Linked DNA regions of Rattus norvegicus: region 2 is linked to region 1. The links are chromatin contacts, called in public Hi-C maps. All regions are on one chromosome and are shown on one strand. The core of a region is the stretch at or near the end of the contact, and the rest is flanking DNA. Distances in the headings are between cores, read along the strand shown. Region 1 has its middle 9.1 kb from the start of Creld2. Region 2 overlaps Ttll8 (tubulin tyrosine ligase like 8).

What was found. A called contact is a pair of places that touch in the nucleus more often than the background predicts.
Region 2: a contact with region 1 is called in a Hi-C map of liver, with 3 times the contacts expected there. The contact joins two enhancer-like sites. A contact is called at or near these places in 5 of 12 Hi-C or Micro-C datasets (the Rat2 cell line, kidney, liver and 1 more).

Annotation. Positions count from the first base shown.
Region 1 is chr7:121,796,611-121,800,420 of GRCr8, forward strand. No RefSeq gene overlaps it. Among named protein-coding and RNA genes, the nearest start is that of Creld2, 9.1 kb to the left of the region's middle. Within about 2 kb of position 2,086, at least 24 of the 93 cell types and tissues checked have an H3K27ac peak or open chromatin away from gene starts, as enhancers often do. A contact at or near this core is called in liver, where this site is marked.
Region 2 is chr7:121,870,031-121,873,840 of GRCr8, forward strand. The region is part of intron 13 of Ttll8 (tubulin tyrosine ligase like 8); the gene reads right to left. It overlaps LOC134479954 (a long non-coding RNA gene), which reads left to right. Exons shown (of 2, transcript XR_010053909.1): 2 at 1-3,810. Among named protein-coding and RNA genes, the nearest start is that of Pim3, 39 kb to the left of the region's middle. Within about 2 kb of position 2,006, at least 3 of the 93 cell types and tissues checked have an H3K27ac peak or open chromatin away from gene starts, as enhancers often do. A contact at or near this core is called in liver, where this site is marked.

The DNA of each region.
Region 1 (3,810 bases), core at 836-3,335:
TCCCATGAGGACTCAGAAGGAGATAGAAGGGACCCATATCTTCCCATGAGGACTCGGGATAGATGGACCCAGGTCTTCCCATGAGGACTCAGAAGGAGATAGTAGGGACCCCATGTCTTCCCATGAGGACTCAGAAGGAGATAGAGGGGACCCTATGTCTTCCCATGAGGACTCAGAAGGAAATAGACCCATGTCTTCCCATCAGGACTCAGAAAGAGATAGATAGACCCATATCTTCCCATCAGTACTCAGAAGGAGATAGAGGGGACCCCATATCTTCCCATGAGAACTCAGGGGATAGATGGACCCAGGTCTTCCCATGAGGACTCAGAAGGAGATAGATGGATTCTGTGTCTTCCGATGAAGACTCAGAAGGAGATAGATGGATCCCATGTCTTCCCATGAGGACTCAGAAGGAGATAGAGGGACCCCATGTCTTCCTGTGAGGACTCAGAAGGAGATAGAGGGACCCCATGTCTTCCCGTGAGGACTCAGAAGAAGATAGAGGGGACCCATGCCTTCCCTGGAGGACTCAGAAGGAGATAGATGGACCCATGTCTTCCCATGAGGACTCAGAAGGAAATAGATGGACCCATGTCTTCCCATGAGGACTCAGAAGGAGATAGATGGACCCATGTCTTCCCATGAGGACTCAGAAGGAGATAGAGGGGACCCCATGTCTTCCCATGAGGACTCAGAAGGAGGTAGATGGACTCGTGTCTTCCCATGAGGACTCAGAATCTATTGACCTTGGTAAGCAACTGGCAAGTTTTCCCTGAGCATGTGTCCAGTGTGGTAGAGGACAATGGCGGGCTGGTATTGGTATTCCGGCCTACCCAGTGGTCTCTCTGCCTTGGGAAAGCAACCTGGGCATGAAGAAAATGGAAAAAAAAAAAATCAGGACACGGATTGAGTAGCTCTGGCCTTGCCAACACTCGGTGCCCCTTCACTGTAGCTCTCCAGGGATCTGGGTCCTCATGGTCCGTGGGATATCCATGGGATGCCCCTTGGTCTGCCCTTGGCATTCTTCCTGCTGTGCTGTCCTAAGCTGTGACCTGCATGTGTCCCTGTAGCCCTGTGTGTACATGTGAAGGCACTGGACACGTTACGCCCTTTCCCCTGTACCTTACAGATAACTGATGCCCTCTGTGGCCAGCTCCCACCTGGTACCTAAAATGGAGTCTGGCAGGCTGATGCTTCAGCTTGGCTTCTGCTCAGTTCCACCTGCGTGGCTCTGAAGGCTAGATGTTCTTATCCAACTGGGCTAGGGAGTTCATGTCAGGACACTGACCTCGTTGACAAGCCAACAGCAGACCTGTGTGTGCAGGCTGGGATCCCTGCCGCTTTCTCAGGGTTCGTACCACAGGCAGCTCGCAGGTGACTGAAGGTAGAGTCCACAGCCAGCCATCCTCTGAGAGATGAGTGATCCCTCACGGCACTGTCTCCACGAGGCCATTGGCGAGGAACATATCCTCGTGAAAGGTGGGTCGCCTGGGCAGCCCTCTTCTCCTGAACGGTGCTGCAGGGATCAAGGGCCTGGGTGTAGGTAGGTGGCTGCTGTTTGGACACTGGCCACTGTGGGGCCCTGTGAGTACTGTGGCCTTCGACGAGGTATTTCTGCTATTGGGCCGTGCTCTTGTAACCCAGAACCTGGCACCTCTTCTCATCCCCGGATGACTGCTACCTTTTCCTCTTTAAATAAATGTTTCTTGGTGGAGGGACCTGGGGACATACACAGCAGACAGGGTCCACTGGGAGATGTGGACAGGCTCCAGTAGGACCTCATGTGGCAGGCAAATACAACAGGCAGGGTCCCTGAGCACAGTGGCCAGGAGTTCACAAGCTAAAGATCAGGAACATAGACCTCAGGGTTTGAATGTAGGCATCTGTGCCAGCACTCAGACTTCTGGGTTGGGGCAGGGGACCTAAGCAACTTACCTACCCAGGTTCCTTCTGCTCCTCAGCCCCAGTAGACCCCATGAGAGGGTAGAGTTGCCCTCTTAGGTTTGGACGACCTGCAGAACTGCACCAGTTCTGTCTGGATGCATGGCCAGCAGGTGGCACTGTTGACCTGTGCCGGTCAAGCCAACTTTAACACTCCAGGGTACAAAGTCCCTGTCTCCTTGTTGGCTGTTATGTCTGGGTTGGGCCAGTCCTTCACTCCAGGGACCCTGGCCCAGAGCTGAGGCCTGGACTAAGCCAGGAACCTGGCGAGCCCATGGTCTTCCCTCCCACCTGTGTTTGTGAGAGAGTATCTTCAAAACTGCGTAAGAGATGGGAAGAAAGAAACTCTTGGCTTTACATTTGACCTGTGGCCAGACCTGTGGCCTGAAGTCTTGTGTCCCCTCACCTAATCTTGGTACTACTGCTCATAGCTAATCCTCCCTCAGAGCACTTGCCACGCCTAGCCTTCTTTGTGGGCCTTAGCTGTCGAACAGTCTCCAGGGCATCATCAACCTGGTGCCTATGCTGACTTTCTGGCCCAATCGCTTCTTTGCCACCCTGTTAAATGAACACACACACACACACACACACACACACACACACACGTACGTTTGTAGGATCAAAAGGACCTCACCCTTGATTTCTAGATTCAGCAAGGACTTTTGGGTCTTAGCATAAACCCAGGTCTGGAGCCCTGCCAGGTACAACCTTCTCTGGCCTTTAGCAGGCATAATGGAAAGTTATTGAATCGGCTAGTAGCTCTTTCCAAAACTGACTTTGTTGGAAAGTATAGCTCAGCATGGCCTTCTGGAAACACTGGCTGATAAGCTATCCTTCAAGGCAGTGGTTATCAGCAGCCACTCTGGCCCCAGTGGTGGGGTACAATGTCTGGACATGGCTGTGTCACAGCTAAGGGACAATGTGACTATGCAGAATGGGTAGGTCCAGGGGTGTTGCTCTACACTCCTAGGTATACAGTACCTAGTGTATATGCATGCACATGTGTAGGAACATGTACACACACACACACACACACAACACCAACACCACTACCACGCAATGGCTAGCTCCAGGCAGAGGAGAAATGCTGACAGGAGCATCTGGCTGGCAGCCTGAATGTCAGCCAAGATCTCTGCAGAGAAGAGAGCCACACTGGGTAAATGGGAATAAATCTTCCATTGTGGCACAGCACAGCCAGTCTCTTGGAGCACTGTCCTGGGTGTACCCCTGGTCACTGAGGCAGCCTTGCTGTCCGGTGAATGTACAGCTTCTGTCTAAACTGTCACAGTCTTCCATTCATGTGACAGCTCAGAGACTGACAGGGTTGCCGATGTCACCCAACTACGTCATTCTGTCTACCTGGCTGTCCAAAAACGTCTTCGATGGTACGTGCATCTTGCTGATTTCTGGAGACACACGGACAAACATCTCATCACCTCAGAAAAGGTTATCTGTGGCATACCAATCCAATACCATCCAAGCCCAGTCTGCCAAAGCAACGAGTTTATTGGTGAAGAGTTACTTACTTACGGGAGCACAGGCAGCCCTCTTAAGGCAGCTGTATCACCCAGAAGTTCCCAGCTTAGCATGGTGAAAGCCGCAGAGATGGAATCCTCTTGAGCCTCTCTGTTCCTTAGACCCTCGTCTCCTATATAGTCTTACATATGCCACCTCAAAACCACACGGAGCGGAGGCAGGAGGAAGGGAGTGGCTGGATCTCCAGGAAAGGGCTGAAGAGCTTTCCCCAACTCTCTCCACAAGGGGATATTAATAGTCTTCGTTTTGTGAGGGTCTCGAGCAGATCGTCAACAGCTGCACCGACTTCGGGATTCCCCAAGAAGCCCACTTCCACTGTCACGGCTGTAC
Region 2 (3,810 bases), core at 756-3,255, 73 kb after region 1:
GCTGATCCTGGCCATGATGTGCGAGAACCCATCAATTTCTGTAGAGATCCGTTTTTGCCATGAGCTTTCATAGTCATGATGAAAAGAAAGCCATCTCCTAGGCATCAGAGAGCACCAGCTGCCTCAGAAAAGATCTTATGAAAGGCATGCTAGGCCTCTGCTTCAGAACAATGAATCATCTCAAGGTGATCCGTAGGCTCAAGACTCTGGTAGTCAAAACCCCAGCAAAGTATTGTTTCAACTCCACAAGCCGACTGTGAAAAGCCTCTGGAAACATGAAGGATCAGGAGTAGCTGCTTATGTGATTTGGTTCCTCACCCAACAGCTGGAAAGGCCAGGCAACTCACTGTCTCCCAGGGCACCTTGTGAGGGTCTAAATCTACTGGCTTGGTTGGTTCTCAAGGGGCAAACGTGCCTGGTTGGTACCAGTCAAAGGAAGAGGGATCATGTAGGGTGCTGAACCCCATCACTCACATGAAAAAAATGATTCCTAGATGTGTGCTAGCTTTGAAATGACAGGTGGTGAGGAACCCCAAAGCTAGAGAGAGGGGACCTTGGTGAGGTGTGCAGTGCCCCCGTGCTGACTACAAGGGTTTGAGGCAGGATTGCTGTGGATTCGGCTGACATATTTGAAGAAGGGGTTAAGAAAACTGGCCCCATCCATAGGAGAGTGGGGCAGCCCAGCTCTCTGTCTGGTGCCTGGTGAAGACAAGCACCGAGGACTGGTAGGCAGTGACAGTCTCACAGGAGCTGGGCATGGAGCTCTGGAGCGCAGGTGCCTTTGCGGAGAGCTTCATGGCTGGGAAACAGCATGTGTCCGAAGGCCTTTGCTGTCTTGGCTGGACCATTAGCTTCAGTGGGCACAAGGCTCCAGATGAGCAGAGTTTATCCAGTCCTTGGCTCAAGGGGACATCTGGGGAGACGACAGGGTCCAGTGGCTAAGCAGTGAAGCCACGATGATATCTGTGACTGTGCTCCTTTAATGCTGGGAGGGGCCCAGGGACCATCACGAGTCTGAACTCCATCTGAGACTTCAGAAGAAAGAGGCAAACATTGTGGGACACAGCACCACAAGAGGCAAATGGCCACAGGCTTCAGCAACAAAAATGCTAGGCTAGAAAAATGAAAGCACACGGAGGGGATGTGCCTCAGTTCAGGAATAGACATGATGTGTGTGCTGGGGAGAGTGTAGGCAGGGTGTATGATGTATGTTCATGCAGATAACCTGTACAGGCAAGGAGAGACCATTTTGGGGTCGTCTGAACTCCTAGATGAAAAAACTCCTCTAGGAACCCCAAATGTCTGACTGCTTTTCTCTTGGCTATTTCCCAGCGTCCTCTTGGCCTTAGGCAATTTTGAAGCAGGAGGCAATATTTTCCTTTGGGATAAAATGCAGGCTGTTTATTGCTACTGAAAGCGAGTCCCCTGCCTCCAGAGCTGACACAGACCTACTGTACCATGCTATACCTGCTGAGTGAGTCACAAACATCCTTCCTCTGTAACCCAGGGAATATGTCTTCTGCTGCTATCTGCTAGGTGAGAAATATGGATAGAGAAATGGCAGTCCTGCTGTTGTGGGAGTGAAGGACCAGGGAATTCTCACCACTGGCCCCTTAGTGAGAGAAGTTCCCCAGTGCTCTAGTCAGCAGAAGTGAGCTTGTGTTCAGATCTGTGCAGCAGCAAGTATGACGAACACAGACCTTGGCCAGGCTGGGTCTGTGGCTCAATCCTTTTCTGCAATTCATGGCATTAATCAGCTGCTATATTATAGAGGTGGGATTTGAACCTGTAAGGTTTCTCACGGGAGTCCAACCTCTTAACCACTATACCATAGTGCCTTTTTCACCCCTCAATCCTTTTCTGAGGGATGACGTCACTACACTCTGACTGAAAGGCAATGGCTATGACTGGGTCTGGGCCTGGGCCAAGCAGGCCAGAGGCTGAGACAAATGATTACAGGAGCCAAGACTTGCTGATTGGCTTGGAGCTTTGCGTGGATGAAAACTGTATGGGTATTCGTTGGAGCTGGGAGCAATGGATTCAGAATTTCCTAAGTATATGCCATAGTCCACTGGGGCAGTGAGAGCCCCAGAACTTAGAATTGCAAAACAGAGCTGGGTGACTCATGCTGGCCCAGAACTGAGGGGCCTGGCTTTTGCCGCAACTTCCCTATGGGGGTGCAGGCAGGAGTTCCTCACTGGGAGTCTCTCATCCCAGGTGTCAGCCTCACATTTAGGGTTGCTACTTTCTGAGAGGGAACTCTGGGACCCGAAGACCGCCCCTCAGCTTGTTTCCCTGTCATTGGGCTCAGTAGGAGAAACTATTCAGGGTTAGTCTTCGAGGCTTAGGTGCTGGGTCCCCCGGGAATTCCTTTTACATACTAAGGCAGCCACCAAATAAGCCACCCTTGTTGGAGGTTCGATTTCCAGCCTCATCTACAACGAGGTTGCTACAATGTCTTCACTCTGGGGTCAATTCTGACAGTGGCCAGTAGGAGGCGCTGCCAACAGGAGTGCATAGTCAAGAACACGTAGGGCTGGCTCTAGAGCTATTTGGGTAGTTACCCATTTGAGAGACTATGCCCACGTCCTGCCTGTCCCAGAGCACAGGTTCAAAGTGCCTTTGCCTGGCCGCCTCCTAGATGGGCTGCTCCACTTGGGTCTGACAGGTTAGTTGAGTGTCCTCACCTCAGATCTGGCCACTGGCAGTGACTGTGCTATGGTTCCAGTAGCTCTGGCAGGCTCCACATGTTCACATGACCCTTGTTACATCTTTACCAACCTAAAGACTGCTATGTGGAGGGGCTACGGCTGGTCATGTCGTAACCCAGGCAGAAGCTCACGGGGAAACAGGCTCTCTGCTGGGTCCAATTGGCACTAACCAGGCTTTCGGGAGGCCTGCCAACCCAAGGGTCACCACCCTATCAGACCACTGGCCCAGACAGGATTGTCACCTCTCAGCACGGCCTGGAACTCAGTAGGGGCCTCAGTTTAAAAAGACACAGTAGCCCATGGATGTAAGTCTCCTGCTGAATTCCTTGCACAGAGGGCGGCCAGTACGCCCTGACATTACCTCAATCTCTGTGGTATGCTGAGGACACGGAGGTCGGGCATCTCTCAGGGTGACTGAGGGACGCTCCACTGTGGGTGCACTCTGATCAGGAGACACCCTGGCTGCAGAACTGTAGTTTCTGTCTGGACCTCTGTGCTAAAACTGACCTGAGTCGCATCCAGCCTTGCTCACCATAGCAAGCATCGAATAAAGGCAGTTATTTTAGGCTTTTGGGAGGCCACACGTGGACTCCTCCGTTACACATTTTGTTTTGTTTTGTTTCCAACCCTTTGAAAACATAAAAAACATTCTTAGTCGACAGAGCACACAAAAACAGCCCTTGGGCATAGTTCGATTGTCTGAACTGGTCAGTAGTTGATGTCTTCAAGGGCACTCAAGGCTCCCAGCCACCCTTGGGGTTCCCAGCATTTGTTTGGTGCTGGGATAGTTTCCTCAGGGGCTGGTGCCACCTCACCCACCTTCTCCAGGTGAGCTCTCAACAGGGAGTCTCAGTGAACTACCCTCGGCACCCCGGTGCTCTGACTGACTGACATCGTCCTGCAGTGTGAAGCCAGCTCCACACACTCAGTCCCTCACACGGAAGCTGCCAGTGGGTGGCTGAAGAGGAGGCTGGTTTTGTAGCTGTGACTGCAGTGACCGCCAGAGCCTTAGAGACATGGAGGGGATTGGTTCCGCTCCTTTTCCTGCAGAGGCAGTGCCAGAGTGGAAAAATGGTGGAGGTGGTAATGTCCTCGGGTG